Linked DNA regions of Macaca mulatta: region 1 is linked to region 2. Evidence: chromatin contacts called from public Hi-C data. All regions are on one chromosome and are shown on one strand. The core of a region is the stretch at or near the end of the contact, and the rest is flanking DNA. Distances in the headings are between cores, read along the strand shown.

Region 1 (5,334 bases), core at 360-2,859, 370 kb before region 2:
AATGACAATATGTAACTGTGCGTGGTTTGTAGCATTATATCTAATATTTGGCAGAAAAGTTGTTTATGGGACAGGGAGGGGAACCTGGATTAGCTTCTGTGAGTTTAAGAAAATTTCAGCATCCTGTCACCTAACCTTTCTGTACCTCTTTCCCTCTTCTATGAGGCCTAGTTTACTTTGATTTAGGAAGAATTCTATAATATCCAGAATCATGTCTTCTGTTTTATTTTCGAAAAGTAATGCCCAGCCAGCCTGGCCAACATAGCGGAACCCCATCTCTATTAAAAATACAAAAATTAGTTGGGCATGGTGGCACACACCTATAATCCCAGCTACTCAGGAGGCTGAGGCATGAGAATTGCTTGAACCCGGGAGGTGGAGGTTGCAGTGAGCAGAGATTGCACCACTGCACTCCAGCCTGGGCAACAGAATGAGACCCTGTCTCAAAATCGTAATGCCTAGGACATTATTCAGATTGAGCTTTGATTTTATTATCTCAATTATAGCTGCCTTTTCGAGAATTATGTACTGTAATTGTCATAATGTTACCTCCTTCCTCAAAAGAACTTCATGGGGTAATGGATGATCTATCAATTTTACAAAAAGCACATGGAATTAACTCCAAGTAATCTGCACAAATCCTAACCGTTGTAAGTATTGGAGTCAGGACATGAAGCTAGCTGTCTCGGATTCTGAAGCCTATCCCCTTCTCTAGTATTTAAGGCCCTAGTTTCTTGACCAACAAGGCTGGTCTTATAGCAGTTTCTTGCATCCACAAAAACTTATGCAGCCCCTCAATATTTACCAGGCTCACCCTCAGCACCTGAAAATGATGTATCTGGCCCACGTTCTTTGACGCCCCACCACTCCTCACACACACTAGCCTTATAGAATGCTTCTAACAATATTGTACAAAAATGAGTAAACTCATTTAAGTTTATAAGAATTCTGGAAAGACCCCCAAACAGGAAAGGGCTATATTCCGGTTTACTTCTTTCAACAACGTTTCCTAGTCTCTACTTGGGATTTTTCCCTAAAACCTCTCTAATATGGGTTTATTTCTTTGAAATCATGTTGTTGAAAGAATTTTAAATAAAAATCTTTCCTCTGAGATGGATGATGATAAGGAAATTCATCCCCATGTTCCCACTTAAGGAAAGGCGGGGGGATCACCCTGCATGGACAACAGTACACAAGCTATGGAAGCTCATCCTCCACTGCTGAAATGTCTAATCTGAGATTACAATGAGCTTCCTTCTCTTTTTCTCTCATTTATTCCACATGGAACATGGTAATTATCAAGCGTTTTATCATCTCCAAGCTCAAAGCCCAACACAATATAAAAGTTTCAGTGCTCTGCATGTTAAAAAGAACTATGTGTAGTTTGTAGCCCCTTCCATTCCTGAAATTGTACGGTTCATCCTCTCTGGCAGACACAATAAACAAACGATTTTGTGTTCCACGTACACAACCTCAAAGAAAGGGGGAGGGCCAGCGCGCATGCTCAGTACTCAAGCCCGCCAGCCCATCCCACAGCCCTTTGCTACTGCGCCTGCGTGTGGGAGACGCCTCGCCCAGTTTACGGGCGGGAAGCACCCTGGAGAACCCGGATGGAACTCGGGCCTGGCTGAGGCGGAGGTTGTTGCGGATGCTCGTCTCTGCAGGCGCACCGCAGATTCCTGCTGGGGGGTCAGACCTGAGGAATCGCCGTCTCTACTGGTTCTGACGGCCAGAGGCTGGACCCTAGGCTGAGCGGAGAGCGGAACTGGAGCCTGAAACAGGCGCCTAAAAGAAGCCCGAGCATCCCATGGGCCTGCGCCTCAGGCTCGGAGACGGGCGGGCGGAGACAGCACTGAGTCTTTTTCTTTTTTTTTTTTCCTAGCCGCTGGCGTTCCTATCTCACCCTGGAGGGTGTAAAAATCTCCGTCCTTAACAGTAACACCATCAGGTCCTATCAATTAAGAGCTGCTTGTTATTTGCATGCATTCTTATAATTAAACCTCCCAACAACCCCGTAAGGTAGGTACTGTTATCCCCTCTGGAGGAACTGAAGCTTGGAAAGGTCCCAGCCTGTAAGTGACAAAGCCACGATCCCAGGCGTTTGCCCCTGGAGCGTCTGCCCAGCCACCAAGTTCCTGCCCCCTTTCTCCTGGCTATTAATTTTAACTGCAAAATGTAATGCTTAAATGCTCTGCCTCCCCAAACACCTGCGCCTACCATGATCTTGCATACTCAGTGGCTGGATAGAAGTTGAATTGTATTTGGTTTGGAGTTTCAGGTTTACAACTGCACTTTGGTGTTTTCACTGCTGGAATGAATATATATATATGTGTGTGTGTGTGTGTGTGTGTGTATTAGCATTCCCTAAATGTTTTGTGAGTGTTCACTTTTAACTGATTTTTCTCAATTGTAATACTTTTTCATATCTACCCTTCATAAACTTGCCAAAACATTTTACTTTGTGATATCAGATCTTTCATTAAGCCTCTGAAGATAATCTCTCAAAAGAATCATTCTTAAAATGAGTGATATCTATCTATCTTAAGATAATGCTTTTTTTATTATGGAAAGTTTCCGAAATACATAAAAATCGAATGGTGTAATGATGTGTACCCATCATCCAGCTTCAAGAGTTACCAACTTAAGGCCAGTCATTTCTTTTATCTCCACCCCGCTTTGTGCATGTTTGTGAGTGTGCTGAAGTATAGTATTTCAAAGGAATCCCAGACATCTTATTTCACTTGTAAGTAATCGTGTCGAACACATGAGGACTTTTTAAAAACACAACCACAATACCATTATCATGCCTGTTTAACAATATCTCATTATGATGATGATGCTTTTTAATGTTTACATTTTTTAGGATATTGTAATTCCTAAATACCACAAAAAGCGCAAGTACAAATTGTGAGATTCTAAAACAAGCCTCTTGGGCAGTAAGTTCATCTTTGAGGCTCTGGAAAATTCTTGCCACTTATTCTCCCTTTTTCAGGGGGATGGAGAAGAATACCATAAATTGATTTTCCTAAAACTTTTGTTCAAAACAGATAAATTTTAAATTAAAATATACTTGAGAGACATAGTCAAGGTGGATAGGAAATGGCCTCTTAACAGATCTTGTAATGATTTCTGGTTTGTTCTGTTTTGTTTTTGAGACAGTCTCACTCTCACCCAGTCTGGAGAGTGCGGTGGCGTCATCTCAGCACACTGCAACCTCTGCCTCCCAGATCAAGCGATTCTCCTGCGTCAGCCTCTCCAGTAGCTGGGAGTACAGGCACCCACCACCATGCACAGCTAATTTTTGTATTTTTAGTAGACGAGTTTTCACCAAGTTGGCCAGGCCAGTCTTGAACTCCTGAGATCAGGTGACCCGCCCTCCTCAGCCTCCCAAAGTGCTGGAATTATGGACATGAGCCACCATGCCCAGCCTTTTTTTTGAGACAGAGTCTGGCTGTCCTTAGGCTGGAGTGCAGTGGCGTGATCTCAGCTCACTGCAACCTCTGCCCCCTGGGTTCAAGCGATTCTCCTGCCTCAGCCTCCCAAGTAGCTGGGATTACAGGCATGCGCCACCACACCCAGCTAATTTTTGTATTTTTATTAGAGACAGAGTTTCACTATGTTGGCCAGGCTGGTCTGGAACTCCTGACCTCAAGTGATCCACCCACCTTGGCCTCCCAAAGTGCTGAGATTACAGGCACGAGTCACCACACCAGGCCCCTCTTGTAAAGATTTCTAATGTGACTAAAAACATTTTCCTCTATTCCCTCTGCCTCCCCAAATATTACATGATAAATATACATTAATAGAATACAGAAAAATAAGCATTTTATGGTAATGTCATAATTTTATTGTCATTAATTAGAAGTGGTTCTAAGCAAAAGTAGTCATGTAGTCTCATTACTTGACAAATGAAGGCTTAAGATCAGCTCTTTAAACTTCGGGTTGCCTTTTTTGATTGGCAGATATCCTCCAGTTTAACAGGCTCATAACAACCGTGTAACAGATCAACTTATTTTATTGGAGTACACTTTACAACTAGTTCATCTTGGTAGATCCACTTGAAAGCTAATGCTTTAAGTAGATATTCTTGGCTTGTGATTTTTCTTTTAATGGCCAAAGTGGGCATTCGGATTTAAATGTATACCTGTTACTTTATTTCAGCCACATTCTCTGGCACAGAACTTCGGAAACTTTGGGGATCACTTATTTATCTTGGAGATAGAATGTTTTCTAAGGTCTATTTGAGCCTACCTGTGGATTATGCCTTTACTCATTGCTAAAGAGACAGAAAGAGAAAAGACATGGTTTTCATTTTAGGTTTCAACTTTCATAGGAGGATGTCATCAGCTCAGAAAACGTAGAAAATTTAAATATCTATTCAAGCATTGGGACCATTCACTTAGACACCTAGAATATTTGTTAGCTAAGGATTGGTTTGAAGGATATGTTTTCATTCCCCTAAATCTGACTACCTAACCAGGATGTGTTTCAGGATTGCCTGAACAACATTATTTCCCCATATTCTTTTGTTCTGCTTCTGGAGAAGATGATGTATTAGTTCTAAGGTAGTGCAGGGACATGTATAGTTTCAAAGAGTTTCCCAGTGATTGTGATGATATGGTATCTCTTGTCACAGATCACTGTTCTAGTTACTATTTATAAGAATTACCTAAAATACTTATTTAGAATATAGATTCTAGGCCCCCACTCCATAGCTAGAGAATCAGAATCTCTATGGGTAGGGCCTTCTACGTCCTGTCTTTGGGTTAAACCAAACCTTAGGAATGCTGCTGTGTGTGTCTGTGTGTGTGTGTGTGTGTGTGTGTGTGTGTGTGTGTGTGTGTTCACGACTGCCTTCACTTAGAGGTATTTAGGTGGAAAAGCATCATGAAATTCCTTATTGTACTTAAGGGTGTTCTCATATGAGAGGGATTTTGCTGAAGTCTCGGTAAGAAGAATAGTTGTGTTTCCCCTGAACAAGTTGTTTTGCTTTTCTTTTATTTTTTTTTTAATTAATTAATTTTTTTTTTTTTTTTTGACGGAGACTTGCTCTGTCGCCCAGGCTGGAGTGCAGTGGCATGATCTTGGCTTGGTAGCTGGGACTACAGGCGTATGCCACCATGGCCAGCTAATTTTTTGTATTTTTAGTAGAGATGGGGTTTCACCATATTGCCCAGGCTGGTCTCAAACTCCTGAGCTCAGGCAGTCCACCCACCTCAGCCTCCTAAAGTGCTGGGATTACACGCATGAGCTACCACGCCCAGCCATTTTGCTTTTTTATGTGGAGAGTATGAATCATGGACCAATAGTGTGTTACACTTAGCAGTAAGGAAA
Region 2 (5,673 bases), core at 243-2,742:
GAAGACTTTTGCTCTAAGATCAACTAGTTACCCCAAATTATCAGAATGAACCCCACCAACTTATTTCTAAGCAAATGTAGAAAACGCAGGACATGAAGAATCTCTCTACTTAAGGCATCCAAAGAAAATGGCACATGAAAGAGCAACCCTTCTGAAGCAGTTTGGAGAATTTAAAAAAAGAAAGCAAGCAGGAGCAACCAAAGGACAGGCAGCCCTAGGCCGTACCAGAGCAGTCAGGCCTGCTTTTACAGCCCCACAGCAGGTGAGGAGCGGGGACTCTGCTTTTACAGCAATGCAGCACATAACCTTTTAACATTCCAGGTTAGTGTTTTCCAAAGCATGAGCTCAAGAGTTTCACCCTTGATTCTAGATTAACGGATAGTGGATTACAGAAGGACCATGCATGTGCCAAGAGACAAATGGTAACTTGTCACCATCAGATGAATAATTTGGCCTGGTTAAAAATCCAAAATGCCAAGGTACTGGGAAGGAACACTGTATTGTGAAGTTTGGTTTTGGGGTTTCTTCAAATGTTCTTTGGGATTTCTTCACAGACTCTATAACAGGATGAAGAGTCAAGATGACCAGATTATCAGTGCTGAAAGTTATCTTACCTCCTTTCTTAAACTGTTCATTTCCCTCCTCCTTTAGTCTAGTGCTCTCTTCTCTTCTTTTCTGAAAGAGATCGGAGAATTACATAATTTCTCACAATATTATTATAAGTGAACAAAAAGGTGAGCTTTCTTTACACACAAGCCTATTTAATAGGCAACAGTCTGACTTTTGAGAACTGGATCGGTTTCACTAAAACCTTGTACAGTGTTAGAGGAAAAAAAAACACATGACCATCAATTTCATTCTTGATGTTTAAAACAAAAAAACGTAGGTTTTCTTGGCATGTCCCTTGCTTTCTATGTTTCTGGCTTTTGCACGGAATGATAATTATAGTATCACTTAATTTCTACTTACTCAGAAATGAAACTAAATAACATACCCACTGGTGTACATACCAGTGTAAATTCAAATTCTAGCTTCCAGTACTTACTAGTTATGTGACCTTGGACAAGTTTCAGAATCTTTCTGAGCCTTAGTCTCTTCATTTAAAAAATGAAGCCTTAATAGTATTATGGACTACTGTTTAATGGATTAATGTAATAATATATGTAAAGCTGCTCATACAGTGACTAGCAAATAAGGGCTCAATAAAAAATAAGCTATTATTTTCTGTGAAATAAGTACTTTAATCCTTATAAATATAAGAACCCTTCATGGTTTGTGTCATGAAGGAGACACAGTATGCTAGGAGAGCACATTCGCGGGGACAAGCCATGTCTGTAGGGTTAGGGCAGTATACTGTTAGCAGGTTAACACAGGAAAATGTGAAGAAACCTAAATAAATTAGTCTGTCTTTTCTTAGCTTATTCAAACAACACAGAAACTCACACAGATGGCCAAAAACTCATCATATACAAAGGCTGAGAGAATATTTTCCTCCAAAGCCAAGTAGGCGCATGCTGAGCGTGTGCACTTTCTTCTGGAACATCTTAACAATATAACTGGCACAAGCCAAACCAGAAGAGTCTGCCTGCCTGCCACCTTTTGACAGTGCTTTAAAATAAAAACAACAAAACCCCCAAAAACAGAGAATCCTCCCAAAGTCCCCCCTTTTTATTTTTTAAAGAGATAGGGTCTCGCTATGTTGCCCAGGCTAGAGTGCAGTGGCTATTCACAGATGTGATCAACACACACTATAACCTTGAACTCTTGGGCTCAAGTGATCCTCCTGCCTCAGCTTCCTGAGTAGGTGGGACTATAGGTGCACACCACTGTGCTGAGTTCTATCTTCCTTCTTGAAGCTTCTGACTAAGTAATCTCAAAGGGAGGAAATACAGTGAGCAGGGTATTTCATGCACAAGAGAAGCCTGGAACCTAAACAACTGGTCTTTTTAGCATTAGGAACTGATATGGTCTGTGTCCCTACCCAAATATCCCCACGGGTCGAGGGATGGACCCTGGATCATGGCGGGGTTCTCCCATGTTGTTCGCATGATAGTGAGTTCACTCTCATGAGAACTGATTTTTCAAGTGCCACACTTTAAAACCATCAGCTTCCCCTTCACTTTCCTCCATGATTGTAAGTTTCCTGAGGCCTTTGCAGTCATGTGGAACTGTGAGTCAATTCAACCTCTTTTGTTTATAAATCACCCAGTCTCAGGCAATTCTTAATAGCAGTGTGAAAACGGACTAATACAGGAACCAAAGTAAAAATATTCTTTCTCTGGAAAAGATTTGTCAATATGCTATTGATGAGACTGGGTATTTCCCAAATGTCTTCTTATTACACTGCGGATTAAACACAGCACTTGACGAATCTCAATGAAGAAACTAAAAGGTAAGTATAGAGTGAATCTAATTTTTATGGTACGTACTATGTGCCAGACACATAGCAGATACACATAAAAATTCATTTTAAGATATAATGTATCTGAGGGAAGGGCTATTCTAAAGGAATTCAGAAAAAAATAAAATATAAGAACATGGCCATATTTACCTAGTACTACCCATAAGAAAGATGCTTGGATTGTAATGATCTCTACTGTATTGATTAGGGTTATTGGATGCAAGCAAAAGACTATCTTAAGCAAAAAACTTTAGGGGGCAGGCTCACTGGAAAGACATCAGCGCTCACAGAATCAATGGGAAGCTTAAAGAATGGGCTTAGAAAGCAGGTAGAGCTCGGCTGGGCATGGTGGCTCACGCCTGTAATTCCAGTACTTTGGGAGACTAGGGCGGATCATGAGGTCAAGAGATCGAGACCATTCTCACCAACATGGTGAAACCCCGTCTCTACTAAAAATACAAAAAAAAAAAAAAAAAAAAAAGCAGCTGGATGTGGTGGCGCATGCCTGTAGTCCCAGCTACTCAGGAGGCTGAGGCAGGAGAATTGCTTGAACCTGGGAGGCGGACGTTGGAGTGAGCTAAAGTCGTGCCACTGCACTCCAGCCTGGCGACAGAGTAAGACTCGTCTCAAAAAAAAAAAAAAAAAAGAAAGCAAGTAGAACTCAGGAAGGCTCTGTCAAGAAGCAGAAGCAGAATGCATGAGTGTCTTTTAGTGAAAGACTTGCCAGGACAGGGCTGCGATGGTAGCAAATCAACTCTAACCATTCCATTTTCTTTGCTTCACTCAATCTAGATTCAAGGTCTTGGTCAGAAGCATCTAATATATGAAGCATCGATCACAAGCCTTGGTTGTCAGAGCATGAAGTGAGAGACATGGGGTACTGCCACTCAATAAGATCACAACACAAGAGAATTCCTCCAAATAGGAAGGGGTATTGGATGCTGGTGAGCGAAGACAACATAACAAATTCAGTTAACAGTTATTTAAGAAACAAATTCTTCATAGAGGGGTTAAATCATCAAGTTACTAGAGCTTAATGCCCATCCTTTAGGAGTTTTCAATTTCTTTAGCATTAACTGTAAATCTTAAGCTACTTTCTGATCTATAATCTTCTCTTCTGAGCCAACTCATTAGGAATCTTCTATGACACAGATGAATCAATCAGACTGCCAGATCAGGCTCTTGTGAAGTAAGCGTGTAGTATGTGTATTCATGTTTCAGGAGACCAATCATTCTTTGGGAAATTTATAACATCAAGTTCCCAATGGGCAAAGCCAAGACCCAAGTATTCAGAAAGGAATTAGTGCTGAGGGCCAGCCGGAGCAGCCAGCTTGAGAAATACTCACCGTGTCTTTATTTTTATTTTCAGAGACAGGGTCTCCTTCTGTTGTCCAGGCTGGAGTGCAGTGGCACCATAAGAGTTTACTGTAACCTTGAACTCCTGGGCTCAAGCAATCCTTCTGAGTAGCTGGGACTATAAGCAAGCACCACTGCCTGCCCCTAGGTAATTTTTTTCTGTTTTTAGTAGAGATGGGGTCTCACTGTGTTGGCCAGGTTGGTCTTAAACTCCTGGGCTCAAGCAGTCTTCTCACATCAGCCTCCCAGTGTGTTGGGATTATAGGTGTGAGCCAGTGTGCCCAGCCCTCATCTTGTCTTTCTAACTTGAAGGACTGAAAGTTGACCTAGCCAAGCGAAAGGCTCCAGAATGTAATTCTGAGGTTATTATTATTATTATTTTTTGAGACAGACTCTCACTCCATCACCCAGTCTAGAGTGCAGTGGTGTGATCTTGGCTCACTGCAACCTCCACCTCCCAGGTTCAAGTGATTCTCGTGCCTCAGCCTCCTGAGTAGCTGAGTTTACAGGCATGCGCTACCACACCTGCCTAATTTTTTGTATTTTTAGTAGAGATGGGGTTTCACCATGTTGCCCAGGCTGGTCTTAAACTCCAGGCCTCAAATGACTTGCCTGCCTTGGCCTCCCAAAGTTCCAGGATTATAGGTGTGAGCTGAGGTCAATTACTCTAAGTAAGGTATCCCATTGTTTCAACTGATAACTCACAACCCAATGGCCCACTGAGTAGTAAACACTGAAAAAGAACTGCTGCTTCCCTCTCCACAGACTGTGCAAATTAAGAGTAATGCAATTATCAGTATCATGCTGAACATCTCCTTGGAAACAGCTAAAAATAGCACTTTGAGGAGCAAGTTGAACTATTTCCCAGCTGTGCCGAGACTGAATTGATGATCCCAGTACAAAGACTGGAGTTTTTTTCTGCTGAATATATTCTTTCTCCAAAGGATGACAGGCATATAGTACAATATTACTGGAATCCGAGGATAGATATGATAAATAGTGTACGGGTCTTCCTTAGCGTGCTAGGTGCCAGAAGCACTCACACATACGTGAGCCGGCAGTGCTGATATTCTGCAGCACTATCAGGGGAGTCTTTCCAGGTTCTGTTCTATGAACAGAAGCTTCTAATGTGGTTAAAGCCCTTACATACCTCCACAATGCCTCTTAACACATTCCAGAGAGGCCTCACAGGGAAATATCTGATCTTGAATTATACTTTTATAGAAATGGAAACCAAAGAAATTTTATAAGGCCCTTTACTCAGTACTTTCTTCTCCATCACTGAAAACTTAGGGGGAAATAGTGACATTATCCTGTATTGTAAATGATCACAGGAACTGCCAAGGAAAGTCCCAAACAGACAATGCTCTCAATGAATGGAGCTTATTTGAAAAGTTACTACCACAACTGTAAACTTCTCAACTTGGTATTCAAAATTCATTACAACCTACACCAGTACAGCGCTTCACTGCTGAAAATCTGCTGTCACATACATTAGCTCATTTGTTTTTCAAGATAATTTTGAGAGGTGGACATAGAAGTCTTGACTCATTTTACAGATGAGAAAAATCAAGGTTCAGAAATCTCTTGTTCACACTGCATCAAGCTTCTGTTCCAACCAACTCAACCTATGCAACACAAGTCCTCTTTGCTAGACAGTCTGATCTCACTATTGTCTCTCAAAGCTTACCATGGTTTTCCCTCATCCCATTTGTTTGCTTATGTGTCCCCCATGTCCTTCCATGGAGTATCTCTTTCATATTCTCCTCCCAACTCTCTCACACCAAATTTTCTGTAGTTTTCAAAGTCTCGTACAAACCATAGCTCCTCCCTGGGGCCACCTTTTACTTCTTTTCCCACATTATCTTTCTTTGAATGCAGACTATACACACTGCTTTTAATTTTGTAATTCAATT

Evidence for each region. A called contact is a pair of places that touch in the nucleus more often than the background predicts.
Region 1: a Hi-C map of fetal cortical plate shows a contact between it and region 2, with 2.0 times the contacts expected there. The contact joins the promoter of FAM200C here to the enhancer-like site in region 2. A contact is called at or near these places in 2 of 14 Hi-C or Micro-C datasets (fetal cortical plate and fibroblasts).

Annotation. Positions count from the first base shown.
Region 1 is chr6:169,254,246-169,259,579 of T2T-MMU8v2.0, reverse strand. FAM200C (family with sequence similarity 200 member C) reads left to right here and starts at 1,609. Exons shown (of 2, transcript XM_001084430.5): 1 at 1,609-2,019.
Region 2 is chr6:168,888,695-168,894,367 of T2T-MMU8v2.0, reverse strand. It overlaps TTC1 (tetratricopeptide repeat domain 1), which reads right to left. Exons shown (of 7, transcript NM_001266114.1): 2 at 615-675. Among named protein-coding and RNA genes, the nearest start is that of TTC1, 22 kb to the right of the region's middle. Within about 2 kb of position 1,492, at least 1 of the 40 cell types and tissues checked has an H3K27ac peak or open chromatin away from gene starts, as enhancers often do. A contact at or near this core is called in fetal cortical plate, where this site is marked.